Regions from separate parts of the Mus musculus genome. Here region 2 is linked to region 1. A link is a contact called in public Micro-C data. All regions are on one chromosome and are shown on one strand. The core of a region is the stretch at or near the end of the contact, and the rest is flanking DNA. Distances in the headings are between cores, read along the strand shown.

Region 1 (5,202 bases), core at 2,174-4,673:
CTGTGATCCATCCATTAGCTGACTGTGAGCATCCACTTCTGTGTTTGCTAGGCCCCGGCATAGTCTCACAAGAAGACAGCTACATCTGGGTCCTTTCGATAAAATCTTGCTAGTGTATGCAATGGTGTCAGCGTTTGGATGCTGATTATGGGGTGGATCCCTGGATATGGCAGTCTCTACATGGTCCATCCTTTCATCTCAGCTCCAAACTTTGTCTCTGTAACTCCTTCCAAGGGTGTTTTGTTCCCACTTCTAAGGAGGGGCATAGTGTCCACACTTCAGTCTTCATTTTTCTTGAGTTTCATGTGTTTAGGAAATTGTATCTACTGTTGCTCTTTTTATGAAAAATTTCAAACAATGCTTTCTTGTAGGACTTTAATTTAAGACATATAGATTTTGATTCTAAAAGGATACCAATCTATTACTTTCTTAAGATTGGATCATCTTTGCACATCAGTTGTAGAGAATAGTTTCGTCTTAATATTAAGTCTTTACTCCACTCTCAGGGATTACGTCGTGAATGTAGTTTCCCTTCCTCCTCTCCTCTCAATTCCTTCTCCCCAGTCACTCCGCCATTTCTCTTCAGAAAAGGGTAGGTCTTTAATGGGCAGAAACCAAACATGGCCTATCAAGTTAGAGTAAGACTAGGCACCTCCTCTCACATTAAGACTGGAAGAAGCAAAGGGTAGGAGGAAAAGAGTCACAAAATCAGGCAAACTACTCAGAGGCAGCCCCCCACCCCATTCCCACTGAGTCCCACAAGAAGGCCAAGGTACACAACCATAACATATGTGTGGACGGCCTTGGTCAGACTCATGCAAGCTCCCTGGTTGTCATTTCAGTGTCTGTGAGCCTCTGTGGGCCTAGGTTAGTTGGTTCTGTGGGTTCTCTTTGGTGTCCTTGACCCCATCTAGTTCTTATAACCCCTCCTCTTCTTCTGCAGGAATCCTTGAGCTCTGCCTGATGTTTGATTGTGGCTCTCTGTATCTTGTTTCCATCAGGTGATGAAGCCTCTCTGATGATGGGTGTGCTGGATTCCTATCTATAAGTGTAGCAGAATATCATTAGGGATCATTCCATTGATATCTTCTCTCTCTCTCTCTCTCTCTCTCTCTCTCTCTCTCTCTCTCTCTCTCTCTCTCTCTCTCTCCTTTCCCTTTCCCTTCCCTTTCCTTTTCTTCTTCTCCTTCTATTTCCAGACTTGTCTGGCTCTTTCCTGGGTTTCTGATTCCTGGCCCTCCAGGCAATGACAGGGGTAAGCTCACTCTCATGGCACTTTACACATTTATCTCTCTCTCTCTGTCTCTTTCTGACTGTCTCTGTCTCTGTCTCTCTCTCCTCTACCTTTGCTTACGGTAGTCAGGAAAAATTTTGTAGGTTGAAAGTTTTGTATCTGGGTTGGTAGTCTTGCCTTAGCCAGTGTTTTTAACTTCTGAGCCATCTCTCCAGTTCTGCCACCCAGATAGTTTAACAAGCTACGATTCTGATATTAATTGCATCGGCTCCAGAGTGTACTTGTTTGGGGTCTCAACAGGAACTCTGATTTAATCTTGGTCTTTCTCATTTTCAGTTCCATTAGGATCCCAGTTCTAATTGGGCCTTGGTAGCATCATGCTATATGGGGCCTGGCAAATAGTATCCTTACTCAATAGTCTGTTGCTATCCCAGGAGCCTGTGCAATATGCACGTATGGTCTACAAGTGCACAGCACAGATTCTTATGAAATTACTGTACGAGTGATAAACCGGAGGACCCAAGATAACCAAGAAGCAAGAGCAGGACCCAGGGTAAACTTTCATGTCTCTTGTCCCTGGGCAAGAATACCCCTCTCTGTCTGAGCACAGCGCTGGGGAGGTGGACTAGTTACTCACTTCATTACTATAACCAAATACCTGAAAGAAATCAAGGGCTGGAGAGGGGCGCTCTCGTTCAGAGAAAGGCTGAGCATCATTGAAGGGACAGCATGACAGCAGAATTAGCTGCTCAGGATGCAGAGAGAGTTGTGCTGGTGCTCTCTTTATCTTCTCCTTTGTTCCCTTCTCATTCAGTTTGGGATCTCAGTTCTTAGAGATGACACCACCCATATTGGGGGAGGGGAGCTCCAATGCCCAGAGGTGTGTCTCTGAGGTAATTACAAATCCAAGCAAGTTGTTGAGCGTAGACGACACAGAAGGACTCTGAGACTTGATTTGATCATCCCATGTATCTAGGAGTCTCGTTTATCTTCTATCAGCAGTTATTCTTAGCATGTCTGGAGGAGGTGACAGTGGAGGTGAGGAGGGGCGGCTTCAAAGGGTGAATGGTGGCCTCTGTGAGTCACTGGGGCTCCTCATACAACAAACCTTTGAGCAACGCTTCTAAAGGTGGTAGGTAAAATGTTGGCTCCTCCAGGTCACTGAACCAGGGTACTAGTAAGGACCAAATCCAGGCAGGAGAGCTGCACACTGGGAAGATGAAGGTCTCAACAAACAAAACCACAGCATGGTTCTTAGCATATGTGCACCTGGGATGGGACCCTGAAGTTAACAACACGTCTCTCTGAAGCTTTAGGACGATAACATTCCCTAAGGATTTTATGTCAATCAAGTCAGATACCATGGGGCGCCAATCAAGTACCACAAAGTGGGTGGCTTGAAAGAATGAAAATTTGTTTATAGTCCAGGAGGCTGGTAGTTCTCACCTCCTGCACAGCATCTGGTACACAGGTGTATCTGGCTTCTAGTTTTCTGTTCACAGGGACAGCAGTAATATCAGATTAGGACTCTCCTAACTAGTGACATCATCTTCAAGTGTCACCTCCGTGTTTTTCCAAATAAGGCCATTATGAGGTACAGAGGGAGAATTCCAACAAGGCTTTCTTGGTGGACAACATTTAAATCCTGTCATCTCACACCAGATGCTGGATACTCACACTAGCTGAACCACTACTGAGCCATTCCAATTCCAAGTGCCAAGAAGATCCTGAAAGAAAGCCCTGGCCCAGCTGGGCAGTGACTGGATTCCTAGTGGGCTTAACTCTTCCACCACCCTTTGGGTGCGCGCTGTTGGCAAATAGTGACTATGTCTCAGCGGGTAAACTGGGACTTGGGGTGGTGAGGTCGAGGTGAGAAGGTGCAGCTCAGCTCCGGTGGGATGATGCGGCCTGATGTCTAGGATGGGCAAAGAACCAGTTTCAGGTCTGGAAGAAGAGGCCTGCTCTAGGAACACGCACCCAGGGAGGAAGCACAGAGCGGCACCCTTGCGTCACACACTGGGCGTGCTTACACTCCCCGCCCCTTTTCCGGCAGCTCCCAGAGCCACGCCCCGCGTACCAGGCCCGCTTTACACCCTCGGACTACAAGCCCACAGCTCAGTAATCAACTGCACCCTGACTCCGCCCCCGCCCACCAGGCCCTGCCCCGTGCTAGGCCCCGCCCCCACCCCGTGCACGCGCCTGCGGCCCGTATTTCTCAGTGCCAGATCTTGGTGCTCAGGCACCTAAAACTTGTGTACCGTTCCCCGTTGCTGTCTGCAGTTTGCAAGCTGGTGAGTTTTGGGGCACTGTGTGGGGCCCTCTCTGGAGAGAGCCGAAGTCCAGGGAGACAGTCGTGGCTCTGAGTTGTCCTAAGGACTCCTTCCTTTCTCTAGGACCTCAGCCCCTTCTGTACAGGCTGCCCTACTTCCCTTGGCCCCGGGGTTCGTGGGCAAGTCTGCCTGGTGACTGGGCATGTCTCCTGCCACACCTCCAGATGCCCAACACTTCTCAAGTCTCTGCTGGATCCATGCAGGTCCCCTGGCCATACTCTTTCCCTTCACTGGTGACCAGGGGGTGGGGATCCCGCTTCACCTTTCTTTCAGGAAGCTTCCAGAAGCTCCTCAGCTTGTAGCTCAGATCTGCTTGTAGTAGGCCCATACTTCTCATAGCTCCTTCTTTCTTGAGAGTAGGAGAAAATAACCAGGCCCCGGGGTCCTGCAACATCATGGCTGGTGCTAGGCACACCTGGTTAAAACCTCAGAGAGTAAACAAACAGTACATTCGCTCCGCGCCCAGTGGGTCTAGGTTTTTGTTCTGTACATTTTATTCTGAGCTGCCTCATCCAGACCCTGATTGTGAGTTCAGAGAAGTAAGGTTTGAGTGTACGTGTGCGTGCACACGTTTGGCTGGACCCTCCTCAGACACAGACAGGAGCTTGTGGAAAGGGTATTCTACAACCTGCAGAGTCTCTGTAGACAGACCTGCTCTTCATTTCACTTCCCTGACAGGTGATCCCAGATGATTTTAACTTCATGTGTCTCTCAGTATCTGCAGCACTTGTCGTAGGGTGCTGGGTGTGGGGGATGTGAGAAGCCTGGCCTGTGGTCAGTGTCCTGTAAGCTTAGGCATGTCATCTGAGCATTTGACAGGACCTAGAGCCTGAGAGTGGCTGGACAGAATGGTCTGCACAAATGCCCTGCCTGAGGCTCCACCCACTCTGGGCCACTCTGGGTATTGACATAGTTTGGTACTGTCTGAGGTCTAGAGGAGCCAGGCCACAAGGATCTATGGGAGTAATTTTTTTTTCAATTAGAGGGAAAAATCTGTCATAATAAGAGTTTGACTAATATGTGGTATGTCTTTGAAGAAGTTTCTGCTGTTACCATGGTTTAAGAAGCAGAGTCTCAGGTGTTGTGGTAAGGTGGCTGTGTCTTGTACAGCAACTTCTTTCTGTGGAGAGCAAAAGGCACCGATCTTTGGGTCCTGTTCTAGATCAGTGGGCCCCATCTGAGCCTGTCTCTACTCCCTCACTGGGCCTGCCAGTGTGCGGAGTGTCCTTGGCTTAGTTTTCTATGGCTTCCTCAGAACACCATGACTAAGGAGTCTTGGGGAGGGGAGGGCTTATTTGGTTTACATATCCTGATAACGGTTCCCCATGACGGGAAGGCAGGGCCGGAAGTCAAGAAGGGAAGGAACCTGGAGGCAGGGACTGAAGCAAAGACTATGGAGGAATGCTGTTTATTGGCTTGCTCCTCGTGACTTACTCAGCCTGATTTCTTACACACCCCCGGACTGTGTGCCCAGGCACCCATAGTGAGCTGGGTCTGTCCACAGCAGTCATAAGTGAAGAAAATACAGCAGAGATTTGCTCTCAGGCCAGTCTGATGGAGGCGTTTTCTTAGTTGAAGTTCCCTCTTCCTAGGTGACCTGAGCGTGTGTCAAGTTGACTATATATATACATATACATA
Region 2 (5,708 bases), core at 472-2,971, 520 kb after region 1:
AAGAACCCCTTTAACTGCGTGTCCTTCTACTTCCTGTGTATCTCTCTGTCCATCTTCCTGCCTTCCTCCTTACTCTCTATGACGTTTTAATACTTCTATGTTCACTTCCTGTCACCTGTTGCTTGTTCTGCCTATTGACCATGGCTGACTTTGTTTTATCCTGTTTACAACAGTCAAGCTAAAAACGTTTGCATTTAAAGGTGTGTGCTAGGGCTGTTTTCCCAGTAAATAACAGAATCTGAGGGTTGAAGAGTGTGATCAAATATCCTGCAACAATTGAGGGTTCTTTTGTTTTGTTTTATTGGTAATTTTTTTTTTGTAACTCAACTGTGCAGGTACCTAGTGAGAACTCTAGAGGTTGTTGCAATGTCAGATGCCTTGCAGGCTCAGCTCCTGGGCAGCACTTGGCACAGCCAGCTTAGCCTACCCAAAGACTTCCACCTTCCCTTAAAGGAATGCTTAACTTCCCCTTGCCTTCTCCCCAGGTTTGGGGCAGGAAGTTAGGTGTCTTCTACAGACTAAGCACCTGGGCTTTCATAGTGCTCCATTTATAGGCTTGGCAGATATGGAACCGGTCTACAGAGACCTGTCTCTTAACCAACTATCAGACTATTCAAACAATGGATTCCAAAGAAATGGTAATTTCTCCAGGAATCTCACGCCAGCGTCCCAGAGCGGCGGCTTCGAGGGGGGGGGGGTAACTTGTCTCAAAGAAAGATTTCACACAGTTCTGTCAGACCCCTTCACAAGATGACACTGAAGGTGTGGGAGTGGTGGCTCACGCCTTTAATCCCAGCACTTGGGAGGCAGAAGCAGGTGAATTTCTGAGTTTGAGGCCAGGCTGGTCTACAGAGTGAATTCCAAGACAGCCAGGGCTACACGGAGAAAGACACTCCCCGCCCCCCCCCCCCCCAAAAAAAAGGACACTGAAGCCTAGACAATGCTAGCCAGACTATACTTTTTTTTTTTTTTTTTTTTTTTTTGGTTTTTCGAGACAGGGTTTCTCTGTGTAGCCCTGGATGACCTGGAACTCACTTTGTAGACCAGGTTGGCCTCGAACTCAGAAATCCGCCTGCCTCTGCCTCCCGAGTGCTGGGATTAAAGGCGTGCGCCACCACTCCCGGCTCAGACTATACTTTTGACACGGACTTCTTAGATATTCTTGGCTCTCTATTTCAATTTTAGTCTCACTTCGGGACTCCTGAGTCAGACTAGGAGTGATTTCCTCAATCGCTTTGTTCCTCTTCGACTAGGTGTTTTAAATCTTTTCCCGCTTTCCAATTTTAACTTGGCTCTTTCAGTTTGTTTATGAGGATAGATCGCCAGAGCGGACTTGTGGCGCAAGTTGTGATCCATGAACTCCATAACACTCAGAATACTACAGCTTAAGTCAAGGGAGCACATAGCTCCTCATCTTTGCGCAAGCGCAGCGGGAGGGGCGGGACTGTCCTCTGCCTAGCTCCACCCAGGCCCCGCCCCTGGCCCCGCCTCGGCAGCAGGCTTACGACGTCCAGCCCGCCGGTCATCCGGAAGGACCTCGCCCCGGGCGCCCGCGCGCCAGCTAGGACGCCACCTCCCTCTGCCCACGCCCTGCCCGGAGCTTACCGCGTCCCCTGCCGCTGGCAGCTCCTCCGTCCTCCGCCGTCTCCAGCGGCCCGACGCCAGGCTGTCCATGCGGCTTCACGTACCGCCTCTCAGGCCACTCGGAGGCGGGAACCACTCGACCACGTGTCTGGAGAAGCCAATGAGGAGGCGTGGGGCGTAGCCTAGACTCCACTGACTGCCCTCGCAGAGGGGCTGCAGGCAGGAGTAGCCGAAACCCGAATCTCCTACGGCCTGAAGTGCGGGTAATTCTTCCAGCAGCCACAGGTCGATGCCTCGCAAGCCCAAGCCGTGAGTGGCTTGTCGATTCTCGGTTCACAAAGTCAGTCCCAAAGGGCGTTTGTTTAGGATTTGCCACCCTTCGGCAACCCTTGGTCCGCGGGAGGCACGCCCTCCTCTCCTTCCTTGTGATTGGTTACTGAGTCCTGATAAGTAGATCCACGGACCAATCGGCACGCCTGAGGCTGCGCTGGGCGTTGTCTTTGGGAGTTGCAGTCTGACAGCTATCAGTTTTGCTCTATGGTACAAGAGAACTCGAATTCTCAACCTGGCCTAGTGGGCAGAGTCCTGCTGTGATTTTGCTGGCGGGTCGAGAGCATACACAGGAACACCGTGACCTGGGGCAGGGACAGCCACAGGCGTCGGGGATACGGAGTGGCTCTCGGCCTGGCTTTACGGAAAACTACACACTTGACTTCTCAGAAGCTATGCCAGGGTTCCTGCTGCAGCTTGAATAGGCTCTCCCTCTCCTCCCTCCCTCCAGGGCCCACCGCAAAGTTCTGAACTGTTCTCTACCAAAGCTCCCAGACCCCCATGCTTTATTGACGAATTAAATTAGAGCCAGTTCTTTGGCAGTGATTGTCTAGCAGTGGGCCTGTGAACTGGTTTGAACCAGTGGGAAGTAGAGAAGCTGCTTGGAGCAGAGACCGTAAGATCCCCTTTTCCAGTTCCAGTGTAGTGTTAGCTTCCTGGGACGATGGCAGCCTTCACATCACGAGGACAGCTAGTGGCAATGCTAGTGGGAAGTGAAGTTTAACACGAGATGGATTGTCGCAATCTCGTGTCACACACCCTTCCTACCTGGTGTATCTTTGGAATTATGAATCTATTGAATTTTTTAAAAGGCTTGGCAGTGTGTCTTGGTGTTGGAGTGCTTCCCTAGTGTGTTAACTGGGTGTTGTCTAGAGGAACCAAACAGGGTCTTAAAGACAGGAAGGTAGATGGAGGAAGGAGGATCAGAAATTCAAAAGTCAGAGGCTTGTGAAATGGCTCAGCGGGTAAGAGCACTGACTGTTCTTCCAAAGGTCCTGAGTTCAAATCCCAGCAACCACATGGTGGCTCACAACTACCCAAAATGAGATCTCATAATGAGAGCCGACACCCTCTTCTGGTGCGTCTGAAGACAGCTACAGTGGTACTTAATAAAATGAATAAATCTTTGGGCCAGAGCAAGCAGGGACTGAGCAAGCAGAGTTGACCTGAGCAAGTGGGGCAACCAGAGCAAGCAGAGGTCCTAAAAATTCAATTCCCAACCACCATATGGAGGCTCACAGCCAGCTGTACATGTACTCATATACATAAAATAAATAAATAAATCTTTAAAAAAAAGAAATTCAAAAGTCATCATCATAGTGAGGTGGAGGTTAGTCTGGGCTACTAGAAACTGTCTTAAAAACAAAACAGGGGCCTGGAGATATGGCTCAGCAGTTAAGAGCACTGACTGCTCTTATAGAGGAACTGAGTTCAATTCCCAGCAACCACATGGTAGCTCACAACCATCTGTAATGGAGTCCAATGCACTCTTCTGGTGTGTGTCTAAAGACAGCTGCAGTGTACTTGTATAAATAAACATAAATAAATCTTTAAAACAGAACAAAACAGGGCTTGGTTTGTTGGTGTACACCTTTAATTCCAGCATTTGGGATGCAGAGACAGGCAGATCTCTGTGAGTTCCAGGCCAGCTTGGTCTGCATAGAGAGTTCTAGCCAACCAGGGTTACGTAGAAAGACATTGTTTCAAAACAAAATAAACAAACAAAAACCATGGCCTGGAGAGATGGTTTATTGATTACCAGCATCTATTGCTCTTGCAGAGTGCATGTGTTCAGTTTCCCCAACCTATGCCATCTGACTCACAATTGCCTAAAACTCCAGGGGATTCAACATCTTGGGCTGGCACTCACATACATGCCCCTCAAAAATTTGGAGTTAAAATATATCTTTCTATAAAAAAAATAAGAAAAACAGCATGAGAGAATACCAAGTTGATCAAGATCCCTTTCCTGTAGGCTGTAAATCTTGTCAGCTCACTGCAGTTTGACTTTCTGCTGATCTCTCAGAGGGTCGGATCTACAGATAAGTTACTTAAGTGTCTGGAATCCTGGACTGTTTCAGGAGCAGCTCCAATTTTTTTTTTTTTTTTTTAGGTTTTTCGAGACAGGGTTTCTATGTGTAGCCCTGGCTGTCCTGGAACTCACTCTGTAGACCAGGCTGGCCTCGAACTCAGAAATCCGCCTGCCTCTGCCTCCCAAGTGCTAGGATTAAAGGCGTGTGCCACCACGCCCGGCTGAGCAGCTCCATTTTGAGACTGCTCTTTTTTCTTTAAAAAATGCTTGAGCTAACTCCAGAACCATTTCCCCACATCCTTAGCCCATGAACTGGGTACAGCAGTGGGTATTTGTAGGAAGGTATAGTTTGGATTGGAGAAGTGCTCAGTGGTAGTAGCCCAGGGTAGATCCCCAGTGCTGTAGAAGATGAACTTTAGCTCAGATGATATTTCCCAAGCACTAGTCATTTCAGAACTGACTGCAAGATGTGTATCAGATTTCTGTTAAATAACTCTATCTTAAGTTTTTGTTATTGATGGTGTTTGAGACCAAGTCTCTATAGTTCTAGCTGGCCAGGAATTCTCTGTATAGAGTAGGCTGGCCACAAAATCACAGAGATCTTCCTGTACCCACCTCATAATGCTGAATTTGTCATCAAACTTGGTTCATCTTAGCCATTTTGAGATGCACAGTAGATAAACACACTCACAGTGTGGGCAAATATAACTTCTTCCCATCTCCAAAATAACTCATCTTCCCCAGCTAAAAATGTCCCTGTAAAAACTGACTCTTGTTCCTACCCTCCTTTCCACTGCCTTTATAAGGTTGTGCCTATTCACTTGGTTTGAAGCAGGGTCTTAAAAACAAATGATAATGCCAGTCAGTGGTGGAGCACACCTTTAATCTCAGAACTTGGGGGCAGAAGCAGATGGATCTCTGAGTTCAAGGCCAGTCTGGTCTATAGGATGAGTTCCTAGACAGACAGGGCTACATAGAGAACCAAAGAATAAGAGGAGGAAGAGAGAGAGAGAGAGAGAAAGAGAGAGAGAGAAAGAAGCCTGCCTGCCTGACTATGTAGACCAGGCTAGCTTCAAACTCAGAGTGATTCTCTTGCCTCTACCTCACTGAGTATAGACATTAGTTGTGTACCACCGTGCCAAGCTGTCTGTAAAGCTGACCAGCCTTTACACCCGATATGAGTTGAGTTAGAGTACCTGGATTTTTGTAGTGGTTCTGCTAAATACAAACGCCTTCAAGTTCATCAGCACTGTAGCACTGTCAACATTTCCTCCTTCCTGAGGCAGAACCACATTCATCCTAGGGGGTCAACCGTGCGTTGTGCATGCATCCATCTGTCACTAGTGTCTGGCAAGTATCTGATGTGTGTTTCTAGAAAAAGAATTGCTGGCTAGCGGGTAACTGCTCTGTCTTTCTGTCTGTCTATTGGAACCACAAGTCAACTGTAGCTGTAACATTCCCACCAACAAAGCACAAAGGTTTCATTTCTTCATTTATCATCTGATGCTCGGTACTCTTGCTGACAAGTACCCTGAAGTGGAAACTTAAGGGTTCTGTGGAAAGTTGGCTGGATGGTTGGTGTTTGGCTGGGGCAAACATATGAAGGAAGGTTTAGCTGAAGCGGACACAGGGAGAGAGGATGTTCTGCTAAAGCAAGCACGTGAAAGGACGCGTGATGAGGATTCTTTGCTAACGACACACATCTATTGGGACGCCTTACAGTGCATCGTTGAGCTGCATTTGTCTGGACTCCATAGAGAAA

What was found. A called contact is a pair of places that touch in the nucleus more often than the background predicts.
Region 2: a contact with region 1 is called in a Micro-C map of embryonic stem cells, with 6 times the contacts expected there. The contact joins the promoter of 9430038I01Rik here to the promoter of Mgmt in region 1. A contact is called at or near these places in 1 of 39 promoter capture datasets (hippocampal neurons), 7 of 484 Hi-C or Micro-C datasets (LSK cells, Th1 cells, double positive thymocytes and 4 more) and 2 of 115 datasets of contacts at active chromatin or transcription factors (bone marrow-derived macrophages and microglia).

The regions. Positions count from the first base shown.
Region 1 is chr7:136,891,163-136,896,364 of GRCm38.p6, forward strand. It overlaps Mgmt (O-6-methylguanine-DNA methyltransferase), which reads left to right and starts at 3,424. Exons shown (of 5, transcript NM_008598.3): 1 at 3,424-3,525.
Region 2 is chr7:137,409,035-137,414,742 of GRCm38.p6, forward strand. 9430038I01Rik (RIKEN cDNA 9430038I01 gene) reads right to left here and starts at 1,722. Exons shown (of 4, transcript NM_029886.2): 1 at 1,606-1,722. The coding sequence starts at 1,674.